Linked DNA regions of Mus musculus: all the other regions are linked to region 1. The links are chromatin contacts, called in public promoter capture Hi-C maps. All regions are on one chromosome and are shown on one strand. Each heading gives the region's core, a stretch centred on a gene start, on an enhancer-like site or on the middle of the called end of the contact. The rest is flanking DNA. Distances are from core to core; before and after follow the strand shown.

Region 1 (5,064 bases), core at 1,363-3,862:
AAAGCACTATGAGATGCTGTCTTCTGGACGTGGCAGAACTGTTGCAAACGTGACCTCAAACTGTTGTGAGTGTTTGCAATGGCCTGTACAAGATGGGACCTATGAGCAGGGAACTAGTAGAAGGCTATCATGGATCAGAAAGGGGAAATTTCATGGCTCTACGTCTTCTTGAACTACTGTGGCTACTGATGATGAATCCAGCCATTGTCTTCTGTTATGTGTTCACTGAGGAGTCTGTCAGGCTCAATAGATGGTTTCAAAGCCATTGTTACAGGCAATTCTGATTAAACTCAATGGTTCTTAAAGGAGGAGGAGGAGGAGGAAGAGACATGACTGGAAAAGAGATTTGTGGGGAAGAGGGGTAACTGGGGTAGGAAGTAGATAAGAGAAAATGACGGGTTACAATAATCAAAATGAGCTTTATACATGTATGAATTTTCCAAAAACAAAAACAAAAAAAAATCAAAGAAAAAATTCAAAAGGAAATGCTTAAAATTCTTAACACAATTAAACAATTAAAGCAATTGTTCTGAAATATTTTAAAATCAAATCATGAGTTATGTAGTGAGTCATGTGTGAATTTGATGAGTGACATGAAGAATTCTCCAGTGCTGCTGAGATGAGTGGTTTGCCTACTTTCGTCTTTAGATAAGCCACATTCCTGGGAAAGTATGTTCTTCTCTTAACAGAAATGCCAGAATGTTCATGCAATACTGACCCCTGCATAAGATCTGGATGATCCTCTGGGTCACCTAATTCCAGTTTTTAAATATTTAAATTATATGTGTGTATGTTCAGGTCTGGGGGTGTGTGTGCATATGCTCACAAACACACACACACAGTCATATCTGTGTGATGATATGTGCATATGAGTGCAGGTGCTTTCAGCAGCCAAAAGGGGGCATCAGATGCCCTGGAGCTGTTACATGAGCCTGTGAGACAATTAACCTAGATGCTAGGTCGTGGCTTCTGGTCTTCTAGACGAGTAGGAAATGCTCTTAACCAATGAGTCATCTCTCCAGCCTCATCTCAAGTCAATTTTAACAGCATATTTTTAGGAGAGCGAGTTTAGAGATTTAAAAGGTTTATTCTACTATCTTATTATCAGAATTATAATAAAATATCTTGCTGTGATAATGTTTTGTTTGAGGTATATGTATTTTTCTTTTGCTTACATCATCAATGATCCTTAGCATTTTAGATATCAATTTCTTATTTATATTTTATTTATTGTTATTATATTCTGTGTATGTTATGGGAAAGAGAGTGGGCCTATATTCAATAATCATAAATAAACATTAGAAGGTGTGTGCATTAGGCTAAACATTTTGGCATAATTTAAATGGCAGCACATTTTCTAGATTTAACAGGAAAAGTATGATAACAGCAACTTAATATTCTGGTTTTTAAAATAGTAAGTATATTTATTGAGGCTAACATCTGACATTTGGGTCAATATTTAATGTTAATCTACAGAGGCTAGAACCAACCAACCAAACATCTAAATGAAAATGACAGCTTCAAAGTCCAGGAACAGTAAACTAATCTAGACTGAGCAGTAGTTTCCACACTGTGTACTTCCAAATAGGACTCGCTCCTTTCCCAAATTCCCCATCCTATTGTTTAGGATGCAGAACCTTATCTAAATGAATTGGAGTCCTGTTTTCTAGTCTAGGACTCAGGCATGTAGCAGAATGCCCGTAACTGCAATTTTCAGAGTTTCAAGACTAGCCTTTGCCAGGTTCCAGCTAGGAAAGCGGCCTTAGAGGCGCAGGACCTCGGGCTATCTGTAACTAACTTTAAATCAACCTCATACTGAAAAACGGAACATAACAATTCCTTAAGGTTACTCTCAGCTGCACTGCCCTGGCCAGTGACCATGACTGAGTCACATTTCGCCAAGGATTCTAAACCTAATAATTCTAATGATAGAAAATAATAAATGAGCAGTGAAGGGAGACCCCTCTAGTACGCTCGTGTGCCTTTTTCACTTAAAGACTTGGCAGAAAGATTGGCGAAATGGGCCTGCCATTCAGTGATCTTTTTCTGAAGCTTCCTCTCCAAGCTGGAATGTAATCTCTCGTGTTCTCACAAGGACAGCCTTCAAATGAAAGGTGAAAACTCTCGGCTGAGTCCAGGTTGGGGTTTCTGTTTGCCTCCACTGCACACATCATCCTTTGTAAAAATCTAGATCGTCACACTTCTTTCAATACTTCTGTGCTACAAGTTTTAAGTGACTGGTTCCTGAAGTTTAAGCCTTGGCTAGAAAAATTGCTCAAGCCATCATCCAGCAGTCTTTTAGAGCTCTCGGTGTTTTGTACAAGTGTGTCTGTTGGAGGGGTCTTTCATCGTGAGAAAATCCTGGCACCTCAGGTTCTTCAGCTACCATAAAAATGTTTGTGAGGCAGGCCAGTCTCCAGCGCATAGCGTTCAAAGCGTCAACTCCAGAGACTCCTGCCCGGAGCCCTGCTTCCCCTTGCACACAACTTAGACGAATCTGGGCTCTGCACTCTCCTTCCTGCACCCAGAGGCGTCCAAAGCACACGCCCACCTTCCTCGAGCGCGATGCAGCACGCAGGCGCGGATCCGCTGAGACGTCACCTCTGCGACCAGTAGTGACGTCAGTACGCGCGCCCGACCGAAGTTTGTCCGGATTCTGCGGGCGGGAGTCCTGCCCCTTGGAGCTCATGGTGCGCTGCGGTTGCGCTTTGTTGAGAAAGGTTCGTGACGGGGGTCTCCCCAGCTTTGGTGTCTTCGCCGCTCTCCTCCTGGGTTGTCGTTCCTCGGTTCCCGTCTCCTGGGAGAAGATTGTGTCTCAGTGACACGCTGATGGCCGTTTGGGGTCCAGCTTTAGGGAATTCCTGTATTGTTCCCAAAGCACGTGAGAGGATAATTGGGGACCTGCCTGCGGTTTAGACCCGGCATTGCGGTGCACGTGCCGGCTTGTTTGTTTGTTTGGTTTGGTTCTCATTGTTTAAAAGAGAGTCCATAACCTGCTTTTATACATTTCTCCTCCTTTACACTGCTTTTGATATCTTTCTGAAGACTTTTCTGGAAGTCAGAATGTGTGTTTGCTGTGCCTCATATAGAGATTTTACGTCAATTTTTATGTAGTGCCTGTCTTAAAATCCACTTTTATAACAATCTGCAACCAACCGCTCAATTAAAAAAGAATCTCAGTGAGCTTAACTGGCAACGGTGTGTGAAAGCTAGAGGTCATGTACATAAGCTGTTGTTAGGAACAGCCATTATAAATGAGAGTCCTTAATAAATATGACAAATCTAGAAAATAAAGAAAAAGTCACATACTGAACACAGCTTTAAAAGCCCTTACCAGGAATATCTCAGGGTGGTCAACCTTCAGTTTGTTTTTGTTTTTTTTTAAACCCACAGATTTTTTTGATACCCAAAAGTACTGCAGATTACCAAAAACGTGAATATTAATTTAAACGATTGCTCTGTAATTTGAAAGCCTGGGATTATGACACACTGGCTTTATAAGAAGTTACCTACCTAGTGAGGGAAACTAAATGGAAAGTACCAGAGGATATAATCCAGTGTCCGAGGAAGCCTGAAAAGCCAGTCAGTGAGAGTGATGGGCCAAGGAGGCCTCAGATCATACAACCATAAGCCATAGTTTAGTTGTATTTGAGGATACATTGAAACTGACACCAGAAAATGGGTTTATGATAGAAAGAACAAATGATAATCTAAACAGAGGAGAAAGCATGAATAGAGTGGCAGGGAGAGTGGGCAGCTCAGAAAAGAACAGGAAGGCTCCAACAAATGACAGCTGTCCCGGTGAGATCCGGTGAGGGCTTTGAATCCAGCACTGTAAACTTTATTATTTCAGAAGCAGTAAAAACCCAAAGTCACGACTGTTTCTGAGTAAAGAGAGACATAGACATCGGGTTCACTTAAGGGGGAAAGAGATGCTCTTGGCTCATGGTGGCGGATGCATTAAGAAGGAATGATGAGACCCTGAAAGACCATTTGGAGTTCACAGTCAAGATTCTAAGAGGACAGAGGTCCTGGAAAGGAGTTAGGCTTCTTGGAATGCAAAAATTTTGGGGAAAAGCCATCTGTTTGTTCAGTCTTGGTGAGCAGATAAGCTTTGATAATTAACTGAGGGGACAGCTTTTTGCTGTTGCTGCTGATGATGATTTTAAAATATTTGGGGGCTCAGTGGTTAAGAGCACTAACTGCTCTTGAGTTCAAGGTCTTGAGTTCAAATCCCAGCAACCACATGGTGGCTCACAACCATCTGTGATGAGATCTGACGCCCTCTTCTGGTGTGTTTGAAGACAGCTACAGTGTACTTATATATAAAAACATTTTGTTTTGGAGGGAACCCAAAACAAAATTTGAGTGGGTACCCACCAGGTTACTTATTTAAAGGGTTTCAAATGTAAGTGAAAGGCACTTCTGCTTTCAGTTGTTTTAAACTATTAATAGCTTAACTTTTCCCGGGGATTGGAGGTGGGGGCGGGGAGAGTTACTAGTACCCACTGAGGTCAGGTTTGGAATGAAAACAGGGGAAAGGGCAGAAACCTTGGGGCTGGGTGGAACAATTGATCGTTGAGGAAGAGAGTGGGAAACGAAGTAATGTGAGAAAGGGGTACACAGTGCTATGCACACAGCTTTGATTCTTTCCTGAACGAAGCCTCAGTAGAATGAAATTAGAACCTTTTAAGTTAAAAGAATATGTGATGTATATATATCCTCTCTTTCTCTCATTTTCTTAAGTATGGAAATTTCATTGATAACCTGAGAATCTTCACCAAGGGAGGAAGCGGTGGAATGGGTTACCCTCGTTTAGGTGGAGAAGGTGGAAGAGGTGGTGACGTCTGGGTTGTGGCCCATAAAAATATGACCTTAAAACAACTTAAAAACAAATATCCTCAGAAACGGTTTGTGGCCGGAGGAGGAGCAAACAGTCGGTAAGTGCCTATGGGATGGATGGGTGCTCTGAGCTTCGTGGAAGTCAGACGCTTCTGGGGAAACCAGAATGTAGAACTTTACTGATAACCAAGTTACTTTCTGTTTTCTCATCAAGCAAAAGTC
Region 2 (5,064 bases), core at 1,139-3,638, 3.6 Mb before region 1:
ATGAACAACACACAGGAACACAGAGAATGTTGACTTACATTATTCAAGTTCAGGGTTATTTAGCCCTTTCTTAGCATTTTTTAACAAAGACTTTTTTTAACATTCACAAAATTAAGCAGGAAGTAGAGAAAATTCCTACATACCTCACGGCTTCCCACACACACACACACAATCAAGAGTGGGCATTTGTTATAACGAATGAACCTATACTGACACACCATTAATACAGAAGATATAGTTTATGTTAGAGTTCATTCTATTTTATCTATCAGACCTGTGGGTTTTGCTGCAACTATAAAGGCATGCTATTTCAGCAGCACACAGAGCCCTTGATGCTATAGGAACCCCCGCACATTATTCATTTTCTCCACCCCTGGATGCACTAATTTTACTGTCTCCATAGCAATGCCCTTTACAGAATATCACCACTGGCAGATTGAATGAGAATGGCCCCTGCAGGCTAACATGTTTGAATGTCTGGTCTCTGGTTGGTGAAATTCTTTGGGAAGGATTAGGTGTGGCCTTGTTGGAAATGGCATGCCACTGGGTGCAGACTTTGAGCTTTCAGAAGCCTACACATACCCAAATGGCTCGGCAATTAAGAATGTAAGCTCTCAAGGACTGTTCAAGCCCCATTCCTACCTGCCTGCAGCCATGCTCCCCTCCGTCCGTGATGATTATAAACTCATCATTTAAAACTGTAAGCAAGCCCCAATTAAAACTTTCTTCTGTAAAATGCCTTCACCATGGTGTCTCTTCATAACAGTAGAAAAATAAGACAATCAGAATGGCATAGTCTTAGCATACATCAATTTTTGGATGATTTTTCTTTACTACGTAACATATATTTTAATTCTTCACTACTTTAGTGCCAAATAAAGTTCTGTTGAATAGATGTGCCTGCTTGTTTATTCATTCACCTCCTGGTTAGCCTCTTGGTTGGTTGCATGTTTTGGCAAATGTGAATAAAGCTGCTGTAAAAAACTTGTGATTCCAAATTGCATTGGCCATCAACTCCTATGAACCTTGCTTGATTTAAGAGTATGCCTGATACATCTAATTTCACTCCCCTGGGGGGAAAAAATGATTTTCCCTTTCCCCAGATCTACCATTTGCAAACAGCTTCTTGATTAGGAATGGGACTTTGTGTATCACTAGTAGTGAAAGGAAAGCAAAGTATAACGTGTATCTGCTGAATCATAAAAGCAACACCAATAGGAACCCCAATGCTCAGAATTGTGTATCTTAGAACTTTTGGGTTGGTTTGGTTTGGTTGAGATGTGTTCTATGTAGCCAACACTGCCTCAAAATCCAGTCTTCTTTCTGCCTCAACCTCTTCTCTGCTGAAATTAATAGGTTCGAACAATTGTGCCCAGCATGGGGCAAAAGGCAACTTTTTTGATGTTCTCATCATAGAGTCTGCACTTTTTGTAGCAGTGTTTATGGCAGAAAACCACATCTGACCAGTGTGCAGTTAAGTGACTGTAGAATGCCTATCCCTAAGTGGGTTTTTATAATGCAATCCTTACACCAAAGGTATAGGAGCGTTGCTGAAGATGGGGGGCAGAAAACTTGAAAGAGTCAGGGGAATGGGAAGACTTCTGTTTTAACACCCACCACTCAGCAGCTGTGGTCCCATGCATACCACCACTCCACTCCACATTCCAGCATGGATGGCGAACAAGGTTCCATCTCTGGCTAGGGAGCTACAAGCAGTCAAGACTGCTGAGGAAGAGTCAACTTCCTTCCTGAAGAGATCAGATTGTTTTCCCACGTCCAAGCGGGGCGCAGCCCTACACTGAAGTACATCTGGGCTACATGTGTGTACCCAGAAATACACCCCTACAATAGGACATGAATTTGAGTCGGGGGCATGTCAGGGAAAACACGGGGAGGAGTTGGAGTGGATAGGAAGGAGTAAATATGGTCAAAATGCATCTATTCATGTATGAACCTGATTCTTAAAGATTGGCATGGGAACAGGGCTTCTATTTTGTTCATCTCTAAGAATCCAGAAAATAGAGCTGCACTCGGCATAGCTACCAGCACTGAACTTTAAATGCATAAAGAACTGTAGTCTCCTAAAAGCGAGGTCACACTCACGGAGGTCACCTTTCACAAGAATTATAGAGACACACCGCTCCCTCTTCGCTTCGGAGATTGCGGAAACTAAAAGACAGATGGTGCAGACGCCTGCCAAGGGAAAGACCCTCCTTTACGTCTATCACCCGCCACAGCTCGACGGCGACCGTCCGACCCTATCGCTCGCTGAGAATGGCGCTCGATTCCGCAGCAACCCATCAGCTTGCCGACGCAGACGGAAGTGACGTCGGGGGTGGCGCGCGGGCCCGCCCCCCAGGAGAGGCGGGCCGCAGGGGGGGTGCTGGGAGGGCGGGGGCGGGGCGCGGCCTCGCGGCTCCGTTTCCGGTGGCTGGTTGCGCTCGCTCACCCCAGCTGCAGCCACTCTCTCCCGCGGCTGCTTCCTCCATCCTGGTATTTTTTGGAGCCTCCATCCTGGTTCTTCCAAAGTGCCCGGACCCAAAACAGGAAGTAAGTGCGATGGAACCTTCAGGTCCGGGCCTCCGCCGCAGCCGCTCCGCCCAGTGCGGCCGAGCCGGCCCCTTCGCGGGCCTTGGCTGTCGCCGGCTGGGTGCCGCGGGCGGGGTCGGAGTCCGGGCTTCGCTTAGCCGCCGCGGCAGGCCCCGCACGCCGCGCCCGCGGTCTCCGTCGCCGGCTCAAGCGGCCGCTGGCGGCTGGAACTCCCGAGCGATCCCTGGGGCGCAGCGGCGAGCCGGTGGGGGCGGAAAATGGCGGCGGGCTGGAGGAACTAAATGGCGCCGGGACCCCTGGGGGTGGGCCCGAGTCGCGGAGGACGGCGCCGGGGGCCCCGCGGGCGTGTGCGTGCTGGGCGGCGGAGCTGCCAGCCTGGCTTGGCTGGGGTGCACTGAGCCCCCTCGGCTGCGTGGGTGGGGTGGGCAGGGCAGTGGGGGCGGGGGTCGTCCCAAGCCCACCATTTCTCCTCGGCTCGTTTGGCCCGTGAGCCCCTCGCCGGTTGGACTCAGCGAAGGAAGTCATGGTTGCCAGTCGGACTTTCTCTTTAGAGACCGCGCGGGACGTGGCCTGGGGTGCGGGGAGAGTCCTGGCCCAGCCAACTAGTAATTGTCAGGATCGTGCGGAGCAGACCTTTAGCGTTTCAAAACCCTCTTTGGCCCTCTAGCAAGAACTTTTTTTTTTTTTTTTTTTTTTTTTTTTGAGAATCTCCCCGCAACCTTAACGAGTTTTACTCCGAAAGAAGTGGTCCAGTGCCATCCTGTGCTGTTCAGTGATACAGCATATGTTTTTATAGTTAAAGACTTCGGTGTAGCTAAAGAAAGAGTGATAGCCCGTGATTGCTTTTGTCAGCCCTTGTACCTCTTTCTGACAGCTAGACTTCCTTTGGGACAACCTCCAAAGAAAAATGCATTTCAGTACTGTTTGTGATGTGTTATGTCTTAAGCTAGATGTACTGACTTTTATTAATTAGAGCTATATTTTCGTGTTGTAAATAACTTTTGTGGCTTTTAGGCTGTAAATTAAGAAAGAAAAGACCTTTGATTATATTGAAAGTTTTACAAACATCAAAGGCTATTTTCCTTATAGATTTTCTATTTCTGGTACTGCAAATTTCTTTAGGCCAGTCTTAAATTTACCTTAATAATTCGAGTAATTTACTATAACATTTAAAACAACTATAATAACAAAATATTACTAGCTTTTTACTGTGGTAGAATAGTGATACAATTTTGTATATTTGGTTAAACTTAGACAAACTTAAAATCCATTTCAAAGATTGTTATGTTGAGTGTACCAGGTCAGTGAGAGACTAATGATATTCTCCACAGACGTGAAAAAACACTCCTATCTATATGAAGAATATTATTTATTATTTTATGCTTTTATCCCACTACTGTCTTTCCCTGGTGCTTTTGAGTACCATCAAGTAAGCTAACGTTTCTTCATTACTTTAGATTATGATAGTCTTACCCAAACTGTTGTTCAGGGGGATGATCTAGAAACCTGCCTGGTCCACTGACTCTTTCAGTTGAGGGAGACACCTGGTATTGTTACCATTTTCTTGTCATATCTGTATGTTTAGCAGTTTGGGGGATACATACAAAATACACTTTTTTCCAAGTATTCAGGTTTTAACTTTTCGAAGGAGGAAATCAGTTTTAGTCTTAAGGTTTGAGGTTGGAAATAGAGTGTATCTGGAAAATAGTTACTAGTGTCCTCTGGTTGGTCTTTTCTTCCTTTCTTTCTCTCTTTCAAGTTGTGCTTGCCTATATCATTCTGTGTCTGTCCCAAACAAAGGCCTTGCTTTGCATTTATTAAATAGCACAGAAAATGTTTGGGAAAGAACTAAACCATGTTATCAAACTATATCCATATTTAGCATTCAATATTTATAGTAAATATGTTTTATTTGGGGTTGCTTTCAACCTGTTGGTTGCTTTCAGCAATGATGATCAGAATATTCACAAATTATTCTGGGTCAGGACCATGGACAAATACATAATATGATTAAAATTATGCATTCAGCTTATGTTGGAATAGCTAATTCCAACATACGTGGGAAATCCACAGCATTATAAGGTTGGCTACATTTTTTTGGTATTTTTGTTGTTTTTAAAGATTCATTTATTGTTATATGTGAGTACACTGTAGCTGTCTTCAGACACACTAGAAGAAGTCATCGGATCTCGTTGAGGATGGTTGTGAGCCACCATGTTGCTGGGATTTGAACTCAGGACCTTTGGAAGAGCAGTCAGTGCTCTTACCCGCTGAGCCATCTCACCAGCCCGGTTGACTACATTGTTATCATAAAGGAGGATTAAACTTAAACAGGCTGAGCACACAGAAGGATAGTGGCTAAGTACATAGTATTAAATGTTCTTGAGCATGTTAGTAGCTTGGCTGAAAGAACTAGCAAAAGTTCAGTCTCTTCAAAGATGGAATATTGTCGTAAAACTCCACAGTTTTCATCTTAGTCTCTTGATTTGCAGTAGTTTATATTAGCATCGATGA
Region 3 (5,064 bases), core at 777-3,276, 3.5 Mb before region 1:
TGCATCAGACAAGTCCACTGGGAAGCCCAGTGCTGCTGTATTACAGAGCCTATGAAGTTAAAAGTCTGAATCACCCAGACTCTCAATCAGCACTCAGAAAGCTATGCGCAAGAGACAGTGAGCCTGATTTGTGGACAGCTGGACAAATGTTTCATATGAATGAGACCAGTTTCATCTTTGTACCCAAAATGCATGATGCCCTCCGTGCTGTGACACAGGCCACAGTCACCAGAATCTCCACTTTATGCACAGATATGCACAGATCTCCCGTTCCTGACTGCTTTCCTTTAACACCAAATAGACACACATGAGCGCTCAGTAACGTCTGCAAATAACGGAAGGAGCATTAGTGAACTTGAGCTCCCAAGCATGGCGAGCTGAGATTAGGCGAAGTTACAAGAAGCCAGACATCCATCTTGAAATGTCTTAGTAAAGCACCCCAAGACAAATCAAATTCTATATGGAATTTAATAATAAGTAATCTTCATGGTAGACTGGCAGCTTCCAAGTTTAGGATTCCCCATGACTGCCAGGTGGAGAAGTTCCCTGTGTGTGGTACAGGCTCTTCCCACAAGGTAAGAAACCCAGCTCTACAGTAACCACAGCAACTTTCAAAGGCTGACTGCTCCTATCAGGGGTCAGGGGGTCTACAGTCACCAACGTCATTTACAAGTGGGGGGGGGGGGAGGGTAAGAGAGCTACAGGTTAATCTTGCCCTGACTTCTGAGAAAGTTTTATGCTGAATACAGAGTTTCTTGATTGTCCCCAAGGCAAGGGGGCTGGGGGTGGGGAGCAAGTTTCAGAAAGTTAACGCTAAGTACAGAGAAAGACTTTTGTTGACTGCAGGCCAGAGGCTCTATCTAGTCAAGCTTCTAGAAAACGGTTAGTGCCTCTGCCTATTTGAGAGCTGGGACCCTTTGTTTGATCACCTCCTGGGATTGTGGCCAACATCCACCTTCATGGAGCTGCTTCACATCCTCATCCTCTTAAGAACTCTAGGTAAGCAATCATCAGAAGCAACCCTGGGCTCTCGATGCACTCCTGAAACCACTAAAGCCCTGGACGCACACCTGAAGTGTGGAGCTGGAAAGTGCGCTTATGCAACCTTCGCAGGACTTTCCCTCCACGGTGGGGTTTCCGCACTCTCCGTAAGGGCTTCCCACAAACTGCCCAGAACTTTCTGAACTTTTCTCCACTCCAAACTGCTCTTGGTGCAGAGTGCAGGGCAAACATCCCAAGAGAGGGGCGGGACGGCAAGAACAGTTCTTCCCACTTCCAAGTACCCTCCAGGCAGGCTGCAAGGAGCCAGCGGGGTGGAGGGAGGCGGGATTCTCGCACTCTGGCCCGGGGCCCACTCCCGCACTCACCTTGGCAGACGTCTCCCCGAACAGAGGTCTGTTATCCAGGCCGCTGGTCCCGTAGGTCCTGGTAGCAAAGTCCTCCATTTTAGGGCTGCTTCGCTCGTCCCCGGACGCTCAAAAGCGAGTCCGCATCAGCTCGCGAAGTCCGGACGCCCGCCCCTCACGGCGCACGCATGGCCCGGGCCCTGGGGGGGTGGGGAGGGCGGGAAATCCCGACGGGGCGACTGTCACTCCCGGGGGCCCCTGGCCGCTCCGCCCCAGCCCCGCCGTCCTCATCTCCAGCGGCCGCCGCGGGAAGTGAAAGGAAACAAACAGCGCTTGGCCGCCGCCCCGCCCGCGCCCGCCGCCCCCAATCTCGGCCGGGGCTCCACCGGGAGAAAGTTTGCCTGGCGCGAGTCCCCCGCGCGGCGGGGCGGCGGGAGTGAAGTTGCGGGCCGGGCGGCCCCGCACACCACCCTAGCTCGGCTGAGAGCTCCGCATCCGCCCGCTCGCGTCCCGTCCCCCGTGCTCCCCGCAGCCCCGGCTGCGCCCGCAAGCCAGACCTCGGCGTCCCGCGCCGCGCGCGCGGCGGATCCAGGCAGCGGCCGCGACCCCGAGCCGTGGCCCCCACACGCCGGCCGGACGCCGGCGCCGTGCGGCGAGTCCCCCCGGGCTCTCCGGTCCGGGACCTGCGGCCACTGTCGCAAACCGGTCGGGCCCGCCCAGATCGCGTCACGACTCAGGCAGCCAATCCCACGGGCAGAGGCGCCGCCTGGGCTGCAGAGCTTTATTTACAGAGGTGCGGGTCGTCCCACCGAGGCGCGGGTCCCCGCTGCCAAGCGTTTCTCCGCCTCTTGGCAATTGGCGGCTGCGCGGTGCACGTAGTGGCTAAAGCAGGGTTCTGAAGACCGACTCGAATTTGGCGTCTTAAAACCCGACAACCTGCTTCGACCACTCCAGGATTTGGATGTGGACACTTTACAGTATCGGAGGCAATCGTGTATGCGTGTTTTATTCTGTATTACACACAGAATAAGAGGTCCTAGTTTACATAAACAGTTAGGTATTTCGTTGCCTGGTCCAGTGGGGGTGCTGCCACAGGCCAGAGCTTCGCATCTTGGGCCTTTTTGGAGTCTTGGGGCTTAGAGAGCTGAATGGAATGGACAAGCTGCACAAGTACCGTCGCTCTACATTTGAAGTTCTTCCTAAAAGCTAAAAACCAAACAACTACACTAATAGGATTGGGCTGACACTAATACCTAGCTAGATTCAAGAAAGTTCGGAAAGTGTTAGTGTGCAGGAGACTCTAAGCTGAAGCGATACCTCCACGAACGCTTAGAATCTAGACATGGGTTCCAGTGCCACGCAACAGTTTAGAACAAGGGATGGAATAACAACCACAACGAACTTCCAGCCCTGAGTACACGTAAGTATTATACATATCCCCATTGCCCAATCATTACACGTGTTTTACAAATTAGCTGTTTACTCGCGACTTTACCTTAACAACAGCAATACTACATAATCCAGCACCCACTTCTATTAAAAGTTCTATTTAAAGATTCATATTAAAAGGTCCTACAAATTAATTCACTTACTTATATTCAGTTTCATTCAACAAAAAATATTTTTGAGGCTCTAGGCTGTAATCCTTTGAATATTAGGGACAGTCTAGACTAAGTAGCAAGACCCTGTCTCAAAATAATAAAATAAAAACTAACAATACTTTGAGAATCTGCTGTGTGCTAAGCAACTATCCACCAAAATAACACAGTAATTATGGGCCTTGGTCAACAACCCCAAAAGATGCCATAATACCAAATTTGATATACAGTCAAATCAAAATCCATAAAGTCTAAAATTCTGAAAGGTTAAAGTTCTGGAAATATTATTCTGGGAAAAAATAAAGACTTTAAATACAAGTATATTTTTTAAAGTATAGTTATTTGAGAAACAAGAGAACATATAGGCAACGTTTTATAGTAAAATAGGTAACATACATATTTGGAAATTATATTCACCTCTGTGCTCTGCTGCTGTGGTGACTGGGTGGGGAGGAAGCATTTAGAATATTCATATTTAGGTCACAGGCCGGGCAGAAATCGTTCTGTCGACTGAACAGAGTAACTCTCTCCTGGTTCTACTTGTACATAATTGTTTTCAAACCAGAAACCTCACTGGCTCCTCGGGAAAATATTACTTTGGTTCACCAAAAACTACTAAAACTTTCAGGGACTGCTCATCAGCTAAGCATGCTTATTGCTTTTGCTGAGGGCCTAGGTTTGTTTCCTAGCATCTGCATGTGGTTCACAAACATCTCTAATGCCAGTTAGAGTTAGATGACATATTTCAAAAGATTTTATTAACTGTGTGTGTGCATGTGCATGCATGTGCTTCCACATATGTGCTTCCAGCCAAGGAGGCCAGAAGGGTGTGAATTTCCTTCAATATGGAGTTACAAGCAGCTGAAAGCCACCCAACCATCGGTGCTGGGATCCAAAATTAGGTCCGCTACAAGAGTAGTGAGCGCTCTTAAATGCTGAGTCATCTTTCCAGGCTCCCAAACAACGTATTTTTAAACTAAAATTTTTGTTTTTACTAAAGTCTGTCAGCCTTCTTCCCGGAATTAAAATTTCTCTCCCTGATACGGGAGCCTCTTTCCTTGGGAACTGCAGTTTTCAAATTTTGACCTTTGTGGTAGTTTATATGAAAATGGCCCCATGGCCTCACAGGGAGTGTTACTATTAGAAGTTACTGTAGCCTTGTCGGAGGAAGTGTGTCACTGGGGGTGGCTTTGAGGTTGCAGATGCTTAAGCCAGGCCCAGTGTCACTCTCTCTTCCTGCTGCCTTGCCAATCTAGATGTAGAACTCTCAGCCACCTCTCCAATACCATATCTGCTGGCATACCACCATGCTTCACAACATGACAATAATTTAATAAACTCCTGAACTGTAAGACAGCCCCAATTAAAGGTGACTATTCACAGCAATAGAAACCCTAGCTAAGACAGCCTTCAGTGTTTCCAAATTTCTCATCTTCACCTTTTGAGATTATAATTGGGGGATTATAGGCTAAAGGTTCTGGACATTTGTATTGTGTTTCTTAGGCTAGTAATTAGAACCAGGTCAGCCCATAAGCATGGGCATTGTCTTGAGGCTGAAATAAAAGACAGAGCAAATGCAATCTAGGAAAAGGAGAATGCATAGACACAAGCTTTAAAATAGATGGCATTTGACCTAACACCCAAACTCACCACCTACAAGCTGTGTGACCTTGCACAAGTTATGTAGCCTTGCTGGAACTCCTTCCTGTGCGAAGGCTAACGTGAAAGTCCTGCATAGAACTAGGATTTGGCAGACAAAATCACTTGCATTTCTGTTGATTCGAGGCCAACCTGCTCTACATATTGAGTTCCAGGATATACAGTGCTACATAATGAAACCCTACCTTGAAAAGCCAAACCAAACCAAAGAAACAAACAAAGTAAAGATGATAGAAAATGGAAATATATGACTTCAACTATATTTAAAATATTTGACATGAGTACATTTCCAAAGCCAGCCAGTCAGTGAGTGGGAAAACCATGACTGGGAAGGTGAGAATAATTATAGGAAAGGCAGAAAGAAGATGGAAGAGACAGATATGGGAGAGCTGCTGGTCAATACTACCCCAGTGGCAAGTGTATTTTCTCAGTGTCTTTCAAAGGCAAACAACAGAAATTTC
Region 4 (5,064 bases), core at 1,392-3,891, 3.4 Mb before region 1:
TGTAAATCCTTTTGAAATCATTCCTTTGTTTTGTACCTGGTAACTTCAGTGTACCTTGCCTGCTGTGACTTCCGGACCCCTTGTACTATATAAGATTGGTGTTCACTTTGTGACAATACATTCAGATTCTACACAATCTCATGTGTTGGTCTGTCTGTCACCCTCTAACGCTTTGTCCATCTGCCCCAGAGACCCGTTCCATGCAGACAAAGGGACTTAGAGGGTCTGCGGCAGTCTGTAAAAGTCTTCCTTTTAATTTGGTAGTGTATGGAGAAAGAGCTACACTGAATGGACTCTAGCCAGCCCGAGCATGTCACACATGGCTCTGGTAGGCATTGCCTTTCTCCCTGATTCCCACTGTCTTGCTGGAAACTATTAGATTTTATTCCTATAACTAGCCAACAAGGTCTATTCCCTTATTTGGTCATTTCCCTCTCCTGAGGCGGACTACCAAAGTCTAGTTATCAAAGTATTGCGGTTCAGCTATCAACCCTCCGCTCCTTTGACTGACCTAATCTGTCTAATGAAAGTCAACACCTCATCCTAGCTCAGGGCTTGCCCTTGACTTGACACTGTCATTTGCCTATGTGCCACATCTGCCTCCTCTCTAGCCAGAGGTAGCCCCTTGCCCTGGGGTCCTGGGTCCATATGGATCCCTTCATACACATAAATGAATGATTTTTTAAAGATTTATTTATTTTATGTATATGAGTACACTGTACAGATGGTTGTGAGCCTTCATGTGGCTGTTGCGAATTGAATTTTTAGACCTCTGCTCACTCCGGTTGGATACTCCAGAAGAGGGAGTCAGATCTCATTATGGGTGGTTGTGAGCCAGCATGTAGTTGTTGGGATTTGAACTCAGGTCCTCTGGAAGAGCAGTTGGTGCTCTTACCTGCTGAGCCATCTCTCCAGCCCGAATGATTTTTTATATAACTTTAATAGTCAATTTTAAGACTTGGGACAAGTTGTTGCTATAAGACATACTCCAAAAGCTTGCAATATCTTCCTCAGCCATCAAGATCTGTCTATCCTGAGCTAAGAAATACAAGCTTGTTCAAATTTAATCTGAGTGCTACCGATTTTAAATTTGACATTAAAATATCTATTATACATTTGGTAGAAAACATTTTCAGGACTCTGCTTAATTACAGTTTTACAGAGATGGTCATTTTTCTCACATTCTCCAGGTTCTACTGATTTTTTTCAGTCCCGAGGTTGTTTTCTTTTTATGAGAAGCCAAGATCTTCATGGAGACACCGTTTCTGCTTAACAAAACCAGGAAGAAGAGAAACTTGCAGCAGGGCTTGAATGTAGCTCAGTGTTAAAGACCCTGCATAAAGGCCTGGTTTGGTGAGATTACCAAACTCACAAAAACAGTGAAGGTGAGTGACCCTAAATTCTTTGCCACCAGCAAACATTCAATATGCGTAAACTTCTAAAGAGGTGCCAAAATTTTTTTTACTAAAAAAAAAAAAAAAAAAAAAAAAAAAAGACAATGAAGGTTTCTGAGAAATCCAGTCAGTCTAAGAATTCTATTTTCGAAGCATAATATAATATCCGGAACGGAACACTTACATACTATGAGGGGGAAAAGTTCTTTAACACAGTCACTTTGACAAGCTTAGAGAGATTATCCAGCTTGATTATGTAATACCTCCAGCAACGCTGTGCAGTCATGAAACATATTAGTAATTCTGCGGGAAACTCAAAAGGATTTCGGAAAGACAGCAGCTTTTAATATACTAATTTGAAATGAAGTCATTAAACTGTTGAATAACTTAACTATGCAGGAGCAGGTAAAATATTTTTCCTTCCACGAAAACAAAACAGAAGTACAAATAAAAAGTGTATATAAGTTTAAAATTGTATCAATTTATTTCAGGAGGTAAATGAAAAAAAGGGCATTGACCTGTGAAACTAAAAATACCTCATAGTCTTCCTCTAGGACGTGCTAGCTTTTTAAAAACGCAACTTCTTGGATGATAAAAATATTCAGGCAAGGCCAAAGCTTGAAGCTTGACCATCGCTAGAGACTGCAAGGGCTTGCCCTAGATGGCTGGGAGTTGGCCAAATCTTAAGTCTCAAAGAGGCGACGAGGCCAAACCGGATCCATTCGCCTGCTATTCTCTTGCCAGCACACAGGGTAGACAAAATAAAATGTCTCAGTATAAATTCTTAAATTTATATCTAAAGTAGTATAAATGCTTGCCTGGGCCATGCAAAGGAGGCTGGCACAAAGAAGGGGGAGCGACTGGGAAGAAAGAACACAGCGCCAAGCCCCTAAGAGTTCGGCGAAAAGCAGGCTGAGCCGTGGGCCTCCTTACGCAGCCACAGGGCTGTGCCCGAGAGTGGGTAGATCTCTGGACGGAGGCCAATCTCCCGCAGCATCCGGAAGGAAGCTGCTGTAGCGGGGACTGCAGGGCGCTTATCTGACTTTCTGCTGCGTTCCCGGGGTCTGCAGCCTAGGACGCCACCAGAGCCCGAGAACCCGGCGGGGGCGGGACCAGCAAGCCTCGACAGCCCACCCCTTCCAGCGCGGGGTGGGACCCTCGCGGCTTCCCGTCCAATCCCGTTCCCCGACGCGCACAGGGCGGGACCCTCGCGGTTTTCCGTTCTGGTCCGGCCTCAGGACAGCCCAGAGCCTGCAGGCCGACGCAGAGGGACAAGAGGGGCGCGGGAGGTGAGGATTCTGGGGCCGGCTGCTCGCTCTCCTTCCCCTCCCACATGGCGAGGGGGTCGAAGGGTATTGCAGTAGCAGGAAGCCGAGCTGAGTGCAGTCGGGCTGTGCGCCCAGGCGCCCCGTCTGGCGCGGGCGTGGTGCCCCCCCCCCCCCCCGAGCATCTTGCCCTTCTGGTTTGGGGTGTCCTCTCTCAGTTGCACCGGCCTCGCTAGAGTGCTAGAGTGCTAGAGTGCTTGATCGATTGGTTGGTTTTGCGTGTGCATGTTTCTTGGTTTTTCTCCCCTTGTCCTTATCCTCGGTGAGAAGCTGCCCTTGTTTTGGTGGGAGGAGTTTCTGAACTTTATTGCTTTCTGCTTCTGCTGCAACCTCCCCGCGGGCACCGGAAGGTTCCCTGTGCCCCTTGGGTCCATCTGATAGGCTGCTTGGAACATAGCTAGCTCTGTAGTGATATAAATCTCATGTCTAGCAGATGTCCGTTCTCTGTATTTCCAGCTTCTGTCACTATCCTCTTCTCCTTTCCTGATCTTTACTTGAGTGTATTTCTTCCTTTCCACAGTCACCAGGCTTGGCCAGTTCGGGTTCCCTGTGGTTTCCTTTCCGAATTGTTCAAGCAGGCTCCTGGAGGTCCTGAGCACTTCTTCGTGGTTTACTGGTATGTGACCCTATTTGTTTACTTCCTGGTTCTATTTTCCCACCTCTCTCGCGTTCACATCACCTTGCTTTCAGAAAGTCCACTGTCATCGTTTTCTTAATTTTATTGGAATCGTTTAACTAGTTTTATATGGTTGAAAACTTAAGACAACTCTTAAAGAATCTGTAGTCGGCTTAACCTTGCAGGGGCTAAGCACTGCAGCAGGCATAAAATTAGTACTCTGGTCTTCTTTGTGGGATCTGTTAAATGACAAGGAAGTGTAATGAGATCAGCTTGCCCGGCATGCTTGCATTAGTTTCCTATTGCTGTTACAGCAGACAGTGACATGTTTAGCGGTTAAAGGAACACAGACTTTGAGTTTCTGAAGATCTGAAGTCCGAGCAAGCTTAGCTGCTTACCCTGCATGGACGCACAAAAGGAGAGACCAGGGTTTCTGTTATGAGTTACTTTCTGAAGTTTTAGGGGGAGACTCCCTTTTCAGGTTCATTCGAGTTGGCAGAGTCTAACCCCTGTTCACTTGCATTAGGATTAATCCCATTTCCTGCAAGTCCTGTTTGTCTCTGAGTTCGTTAAGGACATGGATGTAGACACAGATCATTAAAGACATAGATGTAGACACAGAGGTGTGGCAGTATCTCTGCTCAAGCACTCAAATGATTAGGTTAGGTCCTCTCTATTTTAAGCCTTTTTTTTTTTTTTTTTTTTTTTGTAGGTGAAACCCAGTTGCAACCATAGGAGTAATGATGTTCTATCATAATGACAAGTTCTGGGGACTAAAAAGAGTAGGTAGGAGTTAGGTCATCATAACAATTCTGCCCATTATAGTCCATAATATAGTTGTTTCAGGATGAGTTGTTTTTATGGCATTAAAAAGTCTGATGACTAATTATATGGTTATACATGCCAAGATAAAGAGATTCAATTAAAGTTACTTGCCTAGAGCTGGGTGGGTGTTGGTGGCATATATTCCCAGCACTAGGGAGTCAGAGGCAGGCTGACCCATGTGAATTCAGGCAAGCCTGTCTGACAAAAGTTAGTTCCAAGCCTGCCTGGGGTATATAGTAATATTCTAACCCCCCCCCCCAAAAAAAAGACAAATTTTGAGGCTCAGTGAGATGGCTCATTGGATATTGACACCTGCAGGCAAACCTGATGACCCAAGTGTGATCCCCAGGACCCACATGGTAGAAAAGAGAATGAACTCCTGGGAGCTGTCCTTTGACTTCCCCGTGTGTGCTATGGCAGCCCACTACCAAATAAACGGTCCTGTTTTTTCTAGTCATTTGCCTAGGAGCAAATGGTTAGAACATGGCTGAGTCTATATTTAAGACCGAGATCCTAAATATTCTGTTAGATCCAAAGTGGTTTATCAATATTCAAATGGGATGTAAGCAGTAAAACGGAAGGGGTGGAGCTTTGAGGTCCTATGCACTGTCTGGTTATGTTACTGGAACAGTAGAACCTCCTCGCTGTAACAAAGCCAACAAGACATGGTATTAAGAAAGCAAGAGGGCTCTGTTGTTATCATCTAGTCTCACTATACTACCCTGGGCTGAAGCGTCCTCTTGCTACTGCAGCTAGGTACATGCCACCATACCCAGCACTGCGCCTTGTCCTCTCCTTCCCTTTCCTTTCACATCTAGAAGTAGGACCAGAAAGGTGATTCTGGCAATATGGCTTCTGTAAATGGGTCCAAGGTGCTTGTTCTGGTTGGCAGCCAGCTGGGTCA
Region 5 (5,064 bases), core at 1,736-4,235, 3.3 Mb before region 1:
GGCTGGCTGGCTATTGACTCAAGTCTCCAAATTTGAATGAAGGGCAGGATTCTTAGCACTTAGTATTTCACAACTTACCAGTGTCAACAGGCCAATTAAATTCACTTTCTTCTTCTTTTCTCTGCCTTGGTTGCTGTAAAATATAATTGTTCAAATTTAAAACTGTTATGAGCAATAAATTGAAAATAAACTTTAGCAGCTATGGTTTTGACTCACAACATTTTTAAATACAAGAAGACAACCATTGTCAAAATTATCCAGCTTCAAGCATGCTGCAAGGCAGCCATCAAGTACAAAGGTAACTGTCCAAGGTACTACAAGGACATCTGGATACAGGAGAAAGGGTCAAGACTGCCAGCCTCACAGTCTACAGTGAGGAGATGCATAAAGTAATAATGTTACCAAATCACCTAAATTGTTCTTTTTCTAAGAAAAGTACGAGTTGTTCTATAGGGAGACTGCTTTTCTGGATTATATGGGGAGTGGTTTTAGGAAATACTGTTTTTCTGGATTCAAGATACATCTAAGATTCTGTTACTTCCCCCCCCCCCCATTTTTCTTGCTACATTCCCATTAGAATAGTCCCACTTAACTTCTATTTACATTTGCTTTAGTGTACTGGAAACTGTAGCCAATATAATTACTTAAGAACTCAGGCTACTTCTCTACTCAGGAAATAGCAATGGCTCCATTTCTTCTCAGAGTGAAATCAAAACCTTTATATTGGCTACTCAGTCCACACTCTCTGAGGGTACCATCATGACACCATCCCCCGCTCCCAGCTGCTCAGATAGGCAGACCTGGTTTCTCTGCTACTTTGTGAATGCAACAAATACAGTCCGGACCTCAGGATCATTTAGCTCTAAATTGTTGCTGCCAGAAAATGCTCCCCAAATACCCATGGTTCTTTCTGCTTATTTCCCCTTTCTCAGTAATTGACTTAAAAATAAGACCTACCCTAACCACCCTCCTTAAAATGGATAGACACTTCTGCTATGTTCTCCTAATTTTCTCAGTCTTCATTAATTTTCTTCACACTTGGTACCTTTCAACAGATGGACATTTGCCACTGAATATATACAAGAGAATGTGCCACAGGCTATGCAGCATATCTAGAACAGGTATATTAGCCCTCCTCAGTTTGTTGTGCCTAACAGAAGTGGGCTTAGCTTTCCTTGAAGGTACCGCCCTTGGTATTATTATATAAAAATTAGTCCCATATTTCATTTTGTAATCTTACAATATCAAGCTAGTTCTAACTTTGTGTATTTCGGTTTTGAGGTGTTTCCTTCTTCCTAACCACATGCTGTGAGCTTCTTCTGAGAGCTTCCTGGGCCCTGAGTGTTACTACACCTTTTCCAGGGACTGCTCCTTCTAATACTAGTCAGTGTGCTCAGCCAGTATAATACATAAATAGCCGTCTTCGTGAAAATGCCATCTATTAATAGAGTCACAGTCATCCCCAGCCTAAATTGCCAGATGACAAAACCACATTTTTCTATTAGAAGTAACACCATCCATACATTTGGGGTTTGTTTGTTTGTTTGTTTGTTTTTGTTTTTGCTTTTTTATGACTCGATATGGACAAACCTAAATTTTCTGTGAATAAATGTCACGATTCTAAGAATGAGTAGGGCGATGCCACGGTCCAAAGCAATTAACAGAAGCAATGCTTCAGTTTAAGATTCAGATAGGCATATTTGTCAGTTGGCTAATCAGGCCCCTTGCAGCTTGAGAACCAACTACAGAAGCTGATAAATTTTCTCCCTCTAGAAGACAACTTCATGACACATGTCAGTTTGTTCCGGGTGGCCTAGCATGAACTCAGAGACTGTAATAGCCTCATAAACTATTTGAAGCTGAGGGTAAAAATGATTCACTGTCCCCACAGCGAAAGAGGAAACACGCACACACTTGCCTAGGCCCTTCTGCCTGACAGAAAGCCGTATGTGTGCTTCACTGTGGCTGGGGGAGAACGAGAGTCAGGGAGAAAGACAGACCCACTGGCAGGGGAAGCGTCGAGGTTCACCCTCTTGCAACTGGGGGAAAAAAACTGATTTCGAAGCAGAAGTTAGTGAAGAATGAGGTTGTTCTCCATGTCACCCCCTAGAGAGGAGAAATAGGGCAAACAGTCTACAGATGGGAGAAGGGGAAGACGAGGCAAAGAAGAGAAACACAGGAAGAGGGGGGCCTTGCTTCGCTACCCTTGTTCAGAAGTACAGCCATCAATAGCAGGTGTCTGAAGTTCTACCAACTCGAGTAGCCAGATGATGGCTAAAAAGAGTGAAACGTTTACTTTATAAAAATACAGTGAATGTTACACAACGCCAATATTCATCAAATCACCCGTGTCCAGGGGAGGGGGGCGCTTTTGAAGACAGCCTCTTCTCTCTGAACCTGTTCCAAAAGGAGCCTGGGAGACAGTCCTCAAGAACACTTAAAGACTTCATCCCAAAGGCCGGAGGCATCAACCGGTTCTCACAACTTCTTTTCAGGACTCCGCTATAACGGAAAAGCCAGTGACTCTGCGGTCCTGTATACCTGATGCTGCCTAGTTCAAAGTCGCCGTCCAGGCGCCGTGCTGTTCCGTTTCTCGCTGCCTCAAGATCCATCTCAGCCTGGGGAGAAACCACAGCCTCAGGTCCAAGTGCACCCGGCTCAGCTGCCTGGAGAGGGGGACCTCCAGGCTCCGCGCAGAGCCGGCGCAGAGCCGGGGGCACTGGTGGCAGCCGCTCCCCGGCAGGTCCCACCGCAACTGCCTTCCCTCGGTCCCTTTCTCCCGCCGCGTCCTCCCTCACCTGAACTTCACGCGCGTGTTGGCCGCAGCGGGTGGCGCGCAGACCTGGACTTTGCTCGCCGCGGCTCGTCCCCGCCTCCCACACGCACCCGGCGCCGGCGACGCCTCCCGCTGCGGCGGGGGCGAGGGCCCGGGCCCGCAGGAGAGCTCCCGCAAGCCCCGCAGGCTCTGCAGGCCCCAGCGCCACCAGCGTGTCGCCCTCGCCGCCAGGGGCGCGCGTCTCCGCGGCCGCCCACCCGGGCGAGCTGCCAGCAGCCCGCAACGCAGCACCAGCTGCAGCCGATAAGCCTGCTCGATGCCTCCTCTGGCAGGCTACGGGCCCCTAAAAGTGACTGCCACACCTCCCCCATGCTGAGTTTTCTTTTAGAACACACTGGGGAAGTAATTTCCACCAGTTCAACAACCAGGCGCTCTGAGATCCCAATAGGAAGTTAAGTAGCGAGGTCGCCACTTATGCATCCTCGGCTCGAGTCTATATGGCACCAAATTGCAACTAACACCCCAGATGCTGAAGATTAAGCAGGTCCAGCCCAGAATCGTCAGCTTAAACTCCTTGGAGATGAGGAATATCGCTGGTGTCCCACACGGGGGAGGGCACATAGAGACACAGAACTTGGGGGCTGAAAAGGATTCCCCTATTAAAAGCACACACTTAAAAAATATTATTCATTTTACATCCTGATCTCTGCCCCCTCTCTCGGTACCCGCCTCACACAGTCTCTTCCCCAATCCCCCTTACCCTGTCTTGTCAAGTCTCTGCAGGAATAGGTGAATCCTCTCCCACTGAGACCAGACAAGGCAGCTAGCTTCCAAGCTTCACAATTTGAATTTGATCTCTGCTACAGACATAGTGGAAGGAGACAATGGTCTCTCAAATTGTTCTCTGATTTTCATACATGCATCATGGAACATGTGCACTCCTATACATCAAACCACGTGCAGAAAATAAATAAAATGAGAGAAAAAAGCACGTACTTTTGGTTTGGTTTTCACAAAAGTGAAGACATCGGTGTTCAGAGAAGCTAAGTAACATCTCCATTCCCAACGCTGCATCTTTCAGACTGGCACCGATGCAAAGCCTATTGACTGTGGCTGTTCTGATTTCCTACTCTAATCCCTCCATGCCAAATCGTCTTACTCTTAGGGCCTATGTGAATATGGCTTCCTTGTGAGTTCTCATCGATTTCTCCACTCTTCCCAAAACGAAGGCGCTAAATCAGATAATAAAGCGACACCTTCTGAGCTTCAAGCAAGCAAGTTTCATACTTAAGAGCTTCACAGGTCAGTGTGTGGCTGTGGGCACTGCTTATTTCTCTGGGCTTCAGTTTCTTAAGAGTCTGTCTTCCTTATTAGGTTACTGTGAAAGTACTTAGTGTTGCTTTTAAAACATAGCACCTGTATAATATGTGGCTTGCTTTTCTCCTAGTCCAGTGGCTGAATTTGCGGCTGAGCCTTGTTCTGTGTGGCATTTGCACAATAGCTGTCTAACTGCTTTCCAGACAACCTTAAAGTATGAAGAGTAGAAGAGTTGTCACACAGACCCTGAAGGCAGCTCTGCTCTGCCGTTTACCGGTGCTCTGGCTTTGGATGGGTTATTTAAATCTCAATTCAGTCTCAACATCCATTAAAATAGGGGATCTAGTAAGGTTGGAAACAATGAGTATAAAGTGTCCTCCACACTTACTAAATGACAACTACTGTCATGGTTAAAAGCTTAGAAGAGATGGGCGGGAGAGTAGGGAAGAGCGTGCAGATACATCCAGCTGAGTGTCCTGGGCATCTCCATCTGGCTCTTCACATAGGGGGAGCTGATTGCAACTATGAGATAGACATGAATGTAGTTACATATTTGGGCTCAATTTCCAGTCTACCCCAACCACAAGAAGTTGTCTTGATGGAACAGAAGGCCTTTCCTTCACCAGTTTACCAGGTGTTCAGATTATTATTGTATGGTATCCCGAGGCTAAAGCAACTACGGAGGTGAAAGCAGTTAGAATTGCTAAGTTCAAGAGGGGAGTTTTAGGTAACTGGGGGACATTACAGAATTCAGTAGTGTCTAAGGGATGACATATGCCTGCCAATCTCTAATATAAGACAGCCTGAGGGAGTGGAATCAAGACTCATGAAGGAATGAGAAGAGTCTGAATTAAACATAAATGAACAAAAACCTGGAAGGAGTGAAGTGGGTTACTTTTTCTGACTGTCTGATCCAACCCACAAGGTTGTCCTTGCAAGAGGTTCTCTGCATGAGCACAAAAGTTAGAGGT
Region 6 (5,064 bases), core at 1,278-3,777, 3.1 Mb before region 1:
GTACTGGTTAGTTCATATTGTTGTTCACCTATAGGGTTGCAGATCCCTTCAGCTCCTTGGGTACTTTCTCTAGCTCCTCCATTGGGGGCCCTGTGTTCCATCCAAAAGCTGACTGTGAGCATCCACTTCTGTGTTTGCCATGCACTGGCATAGCCTCACAAGAGACAGCTATATCAGGGTCCTTTCAGCAAAATCTTGCTAGCTTATGCAATAGTGTCTGTGTTTGGTGGCTGATTATGGGATGGACCCCCGGGTGTGGATGGTCCATCCTTTCATCTCAGCTCCAAGCTTTGTCTCTGTAACTTCTTCCATGGGTGTTTTGTTCCCAATTCTAAGAAGGGGCGAAGGAAGTGTCCACACTTTGGTCTTCGTTCTTCTTGAGTTTCATGTGTTTTGCAAAATGTATCTTGGGTATTCTAAGTTTCTAGGCTAATATCCACTTATCAGTGAATACATATCATGTGAGTTCTTTTGTAATTGGGTTACCTCACTCAGGCTGATGCCCTCCAGGTCCATCCATTTGCCTAGGAATTACATAAATTCATTGTTTTTAATAGCTGAGTAGTACTCCATTGTGTAAATGTACCACATTTTCTGTATCCATTCCTCTGTTGGGGGGCATCTGGGTTCTTTCCAGCTTCTGGCTATTATAAATAAGGCTGCTATGAACATAGTGGAGCATGTGTCCTTATTACCAGTTGGAACATCTTCTGGATATATGGCCAGGAGAGGTATTGTGGGATCCTCTGGTAGTACTATGTCCAATTTTCTGAGGAACCACCAGACTGATTTCCAGAGTGGTTATACAAGCTTGCAATCCCACCAACAATGGAGGAGTGTTCCTCTTTCTCCACATCCTCGCCAGCATCTGCTATCACCTGAATTTTTGATCTTAGCCATTCTGACTGGTGTGAGGTGGAATCTCAAGGTTGTTTTGATTCCCATTTCCCTGATGATTAAGGATGTTGAACATTTTTTTCAGGTGCTTCTCAGCCATTCGGTATTCCTCAGGTGAGAATTCTTTGTTTAGCTCTGAGCCCCATTTTTTAATGGGGTTATTTGATTTTCTGGAGTCCACCTTCTTGAGTTTTTTATATATATTGAATATTAGTCCCCTATCTGATTTAGGATAGGTAAAGATCCTTTCCCAATCTTTTGGTGGCCTTTTTGTCTTATTGGCAGTGTCTTTTGCCTTACAGAAGCTTTGCAATTTTATGAGGTCCCATTTGTCAATTCTTGATCTTACAGCACAAGCCATTGCTCTTCTATTCAGGAATTTTCCCCCTGTGCATATCTTTGAGGCTTTCCCTCACTTTCTCCTCTATAAGTTTCAGTGTCTCTGGTTTTATGTGGAGTTCCTTGATCCACTTAGACTTGACCTTAGTACAAGGAGATAGGAATGGATCAATTTGCATTCTTCTACATGATAACCTCCAGTTGTGCCAGCACCATTTGTTGAAAATGCTGTCTTTTTTTCCACTGGATGGTTTTAGCTCCCTTGTAGAAATTTTCTTAATAATTAATTTTTATTTTAACATAATTATATTTAAGAGGTAGAGGTGAGACTTTGTCCTGATTTTAGATTTTCAAAATTTAAAAACAAACAAACAAACAAACAAAACCTGAAGTCTGGACATACTTACAGGCAGTCTGAGGTGAATGTCAGAGGTCAGGGTCTCAAGCCCGTAGCCTCCCATAGGTAAAGCCAGAGGTAAAGCCAGAGAAGTAGAGACTACAAAGTGGTCCTCCCAAGGGGCTTATTGGGACTCCAAGGCAGGATTTCCCTCTGCCCTTGACAAACCTCCTCCATGGCTCACGAGCTGCAATTCAGTTCAGATCTCACTGCACAGAACCCAAGACTGGACATCCCCACTACACTCGTTTTTCTATGGTCAATGTGGTTTCAAGGCTGTGCTGGACACTGAGTAAGATGAGGTGAATTCTGACCAGATTCACGGGAAGAGAAATGCCATGGGCGCACTCCCTGATGCCACTGTGTCGTTGTTTGTCAGGTTCAAAGGGGGCGTTTGGGACAAATGGAACTCTTCTTCTATTCTAGGTAACCCCCACTTCCCACCCCACCCAACTATGGCATTCTCCTGCTGAGGCTACTGAAGCCTCAGGACCAGGAATCTGCCATGAACTTAGCCTTGTCAGGGTGACTATGGACCACAGTCACCGTGGAGTAGGCACAGCAAAGCCGGCTTTCCAAGCCAAGGCTGCCTCGCCGGGCTCACCAAGGTGCTGCACGAGCCGACCCGCGTTCTGACAGAGGCCCACGCGCCAGGGCGGGGCTTAAGCGAGCCTCTTTAAAAGCTCCTGGGGCGGGTCCCGCCCCCACCTCTCGTCATTGGCTCTCTCCGTAGCGGCCTTGTTCCCATAGGTGCAGGGGGCGGGGGCTGAGTGAGACAGGCGTGGGGAGGGGGGCTTCACCTCAGCGGCTCCGCCCTGCTGGAAGAATGACGTGCGGTTAGGCCTGCGGGGTGACAGGCTCGCCCGGGCGCTGGTGCGGCGTCCCTGGAGACTCGGAGCCCGCCCTCCCGCCCGCCCGCCCGCGCGCGCTTCTCTCGTGGACGGCGGCGGCGGCGCGCGCGCGCGCGAGCGAGGGTGGAGGTGGCTCGTGCGTGCGTGTGAGTGAGCGCGTGTGTATGTGTGAGAGAGCGTGTGTGAGTGTGTGTGCACGCGCGCGTGGAGCCTGGGTACCGGTGCCCGACTGACTGCCTTCCACACCCTGCCTACTCCGCGCCTCCTTCCTCGCCTCTCTCCCGCCCGGCGGGCTGCCATCGTTGAGAGAAGGCCGGGGGACACAGGTGTGCGAGGCTTGCGGGACCGCTGGAGACAAAGGGGGCGCGGAGGTGAGCCCGCCATGGCCTCCCGGAGCCTGGGGGGCCTGAGCGGGAGCCGCGGCGGCGGCGGCGGCGGCGGCGGCAAGAAGAGCCTGAGCGCCCGCAACGCTGCGGTGGAGAGGAGGAACCTGATCACCGTGTGCAGGTGCGGGGCTGCGGGCGCCGGGCTGAGGGAGGTGCTGGGGCTCGGCGCTGCGGCCCGTGCCGCGCGTGTCCGCGGGCCAGCGGGGCCCTGCAGAGGGGCGGGAGCCTCTCCCCGCGAGGCCGTGGGCTAGCCCTCGCGTCTCAGGGTCCTCGCTTGGAGGCTGCCCGGGGAGGGCCGGGGCGGAGCCGGGGAGGAACCGTTTGGAACCGGCCAGCTTGCGTCTGAGGAGAAGAGGGCGGAGGAAGAGCAGCATCCAGCTGCTGTAGTAGTTACTGAGATGTCCCCAAATCCCTGTGCGTTCTCTTGCTGTCGCTTGTTGGCGTACGCATTTTCACTCCTCTCCCTCGGCCCTTATCTGTATTGGGTATCTAAGTCTTGTCAACTACAGTGCTTGTGCAATTGTGGAAGACTCCTGGTCAGTCCTTTTGGGCATTTATTTAAGTGCTTCCTGGTTGTAAATGTAGCCCTTCCTCCAGGAATTATAGAAATAGATCATCACTATCTATAAATCAAGAATTCAGAAAAAAACTGATTTTGAACAAGCTGATAAATTTTCTTTAAGTCTTATAATATTCTAGGCATCCATCTCTTAGTAACTACTCAGAGCCAATACGCTCTGTTAAAAATGATTTTGTTCCATCATACTGGTTAATCATCAACTACTGATAATTCTCTTGTTATCAGGTAAATGATGAAACCTTTCCTGCCTCTCTGGCTTATGTCTATTTTTTTTTTTCCTTATGTAAAATCGTGGCTAGCATCTTAAGCAGATTGCAGATATCTGTAGTAGGAATGACATTCAGTATTTAAGCAACTTTTAAAAAGTTGGATTCTAATGAATGCTCATCTTTCAGGAAGAGCTTTGCTCACAGTTTGCATTGTAAGTGGTAAAGTAATATAGACTATATTTATCATTTGTGCTGTGTAGAATACAAGCTTTTGGGACAGATGGGCTTTATTACATTGTTTTAAATTGAGGCAAATTTCTATGTTAGATTCATAGAAAAATAAGCTAGTTGGGTAGTCTTATCTTTTAAAGATATTAAAATTATTTTTTTAAAGAAATGAGTTTCAAAGCAGGTTCCAGCCTAACCTGTGCTTCTTGAATCATTTATGCTGCATCAGAGCTTCAGCGGACTCAAACTTCCCGATGGTTTAACATTGGAAGGTGGACCAAGTTGATCTAGTGGAAATGTAACGAGCTCATAACAAATGTTGTCATTAGTTAGTGTCTTAGTACCATCTCCTCATTATCTTCATTGTTTTGTCAGCTATACAATAATGTTGGACTAGATTTCTAGGAATTTCAAATAATGGACTTAAAATGAATGATAGCCATCAAGCATCATTTGATCATATTTGGTTTTTAATGTTTCCAAATATGAGCACGGTGATAATGGTAGAAAAATATTTGTAGCAGATAGGTGAGGCACATGCATTTTTCTCTAAACAAACATTTGAATTGTGGTCCCATTTTGTGATTCTTTATTGATGTCCTGGAAAAACGGGAATTTATAAAACTAGAACAAACAAAACTGCCAACCACTACATATAATTTCTTATACTTGCACAGTAAAGTTTTTTCCCTTAAAAAGTTAGATATAGTTTCAGTGCTATATCATAAAACTATACAATTCTGTATATTTAATGACATATACAAGTACAATATTTTTTACTGTTTTGAATTTTGGAATTAGGCTTTAAGATAGTCAGGAAAAGAACTAAATTGATTTTGGGTTCATTATGATTGTGTGTGTATGTGTAATTCAATTTTTTACAGAGAACTCTTATATATTGTAGACTAAAACCACTGTATAATACTTACCAAATAAATATTTAGTTTATTTTTTCATAGGTTGTACTGGAGAGGAAATAGGTTATTTGAGAACTCTAAATTTTCACACACAACTCCAAAATTTATACACTGATTTTAGCTACCCTATTTTGTGTACATATTTTTCATTATTTAGAACTTTGAAAAATTGAGATATAGTTTTCCATATTCTCCCGTCCTTTTCTGTACATGGCCTTGCTGTGTAACCTTAACTGGCATGAAACTTGCTATGTAGATTA

Evidence for each region. Promoter capture Hi-C pulls out the DNA fragments that hold promoters and counts their contacts.
Region 2: a promoter capture Hi-C map of hematopoietic stem and progenitor cells shows a contact between it and region 1. The contact joins the promoter of Dmtf1 here to the promoter of Gtpbp10 in region 1. A contact is called at or near these places in 4 of 39 promoter capture datasets (cranial neural crest, hematopoietic stem and progenitor cells, pre-B cells and 1 more).
Region 3: a contact with region 1 is called in a promoter capture Hi-C map of pre-B cells. The contact joins the promoter of Tmem243 here to the promoter of Gtpbp10 in region 1. A contact is called at or near these places in 2 of 39 promoter capture datasets (cranial neural crest and pre-B cells).
Region 4: a contact with region 1 is called in a promoter capture Hi-C map of pre-B cells. The contact joins the promoter of Crot here to the promoter of Gtpbp10 in region 1. A contact is called at or near these places in 3 of 39 promoter capture datasets (cranial neural crest, pre-B cells and second pharyngeal arch cranial neural crest).
Region 5: a promoter capture Hi-C map of pre-B cells shows a contact between it and region 1. The contact joins the promoter of Abcb4 here to the promoter of Gtpbp10 in region 1. A contact is called at or near these places in 2 of 39 promoter capture datasets (cranial neural crest and pre-B cells).
Region 6: a promoter capture Hi-C map of pre-B cells shows a contact between it and region 1. The contact joins the promoter of Rundc3b here to the promoter of Gtpbp10 in region 1. A contact is called at or near these places in 2 of 39 promoter capture datasets (cranial neural crest and pre-B cells).

The regions. Positions count from the first base shown.
Region 1 is chr5:5,557,089-5,562,152 of GRCm38.p6, reverse strand. Gtpbp10 (GTP-binding protein 10 (putative)) reads left to right here and starts at 2,612. Exons shown (of 10, transcript NM_153116.2): 1 at 2,612-2,720; 2 at 4,747-4,940. The coding sequence starts at 2,688.
Region 2 is chr5:9,159,100-9,164,163 of GRCm38.p6, reverse strand. Dmtf1 (cyclin D binding myb-like transcription factor 1) reads left to right here and starts at 2,388. Exons shown (of 18, transcript NM_011806.3): 1 at 2,388-2,550. It overlaps Gm46901 (predicted gene, 46901), which reads left to right and starts at 3,254. Exons shown (of 1, transcript NR_166570.1): 1 at 3,254-5,064.
Region 3 is chr5:9,097,699-9,102,762 of GRCm38.p6, reverse strand. It overlaps Tmem243 (transmembrane protein 243, mitochondrial), which reads right to left and starts at 2,026. Exons shown (of 5, transcript NM_001081029.1): 1 at 1,904-2,026; 2 at 1,368-1,546. The coding sequence starts at 1,445.
Region 4 is chr5:8,994,723-8,999,786 of GRCm38.p6, reverse strand. It overlaps Crot (carnitine O-octanoyltransferase), which reads left to right and starts at 2,641. Exons shown (of 18, transcript NM_023733.3): 1 at 2,641-2,683; 2 at 3,240-3,335.
Region 5 is chr5:8,891,642-8,896,705 of GRCm38.p6, reverse strand. It overlaps Abcb4 (ATP-binding cassette, sub-family B (MDR/TAP), member 4), which reads right to left and starts at 2,985. Exons shown (of 28, transcript NM_008830.2): 1 at 2,799-2,985; 2 at 2,542-2,618; 3 at 79-133. The coding sequence starts at 2,612.
Region 6 is chr5:8,620,415-8,625,478 of GRCm38.p6, reverse strand. Rundc3b (RUN domain containing 3B) reads left to right here and starts at 2,527. Exons shown (of 11, transcript NM_001347311.1): 1 at 2,527-2,991. The coding sequence starts at 2,867. The region is part of intron 2 of Abcb1a (ATP-binding cassette, sub-family B (MDR/TAP), member 1A); the gene reads right to left.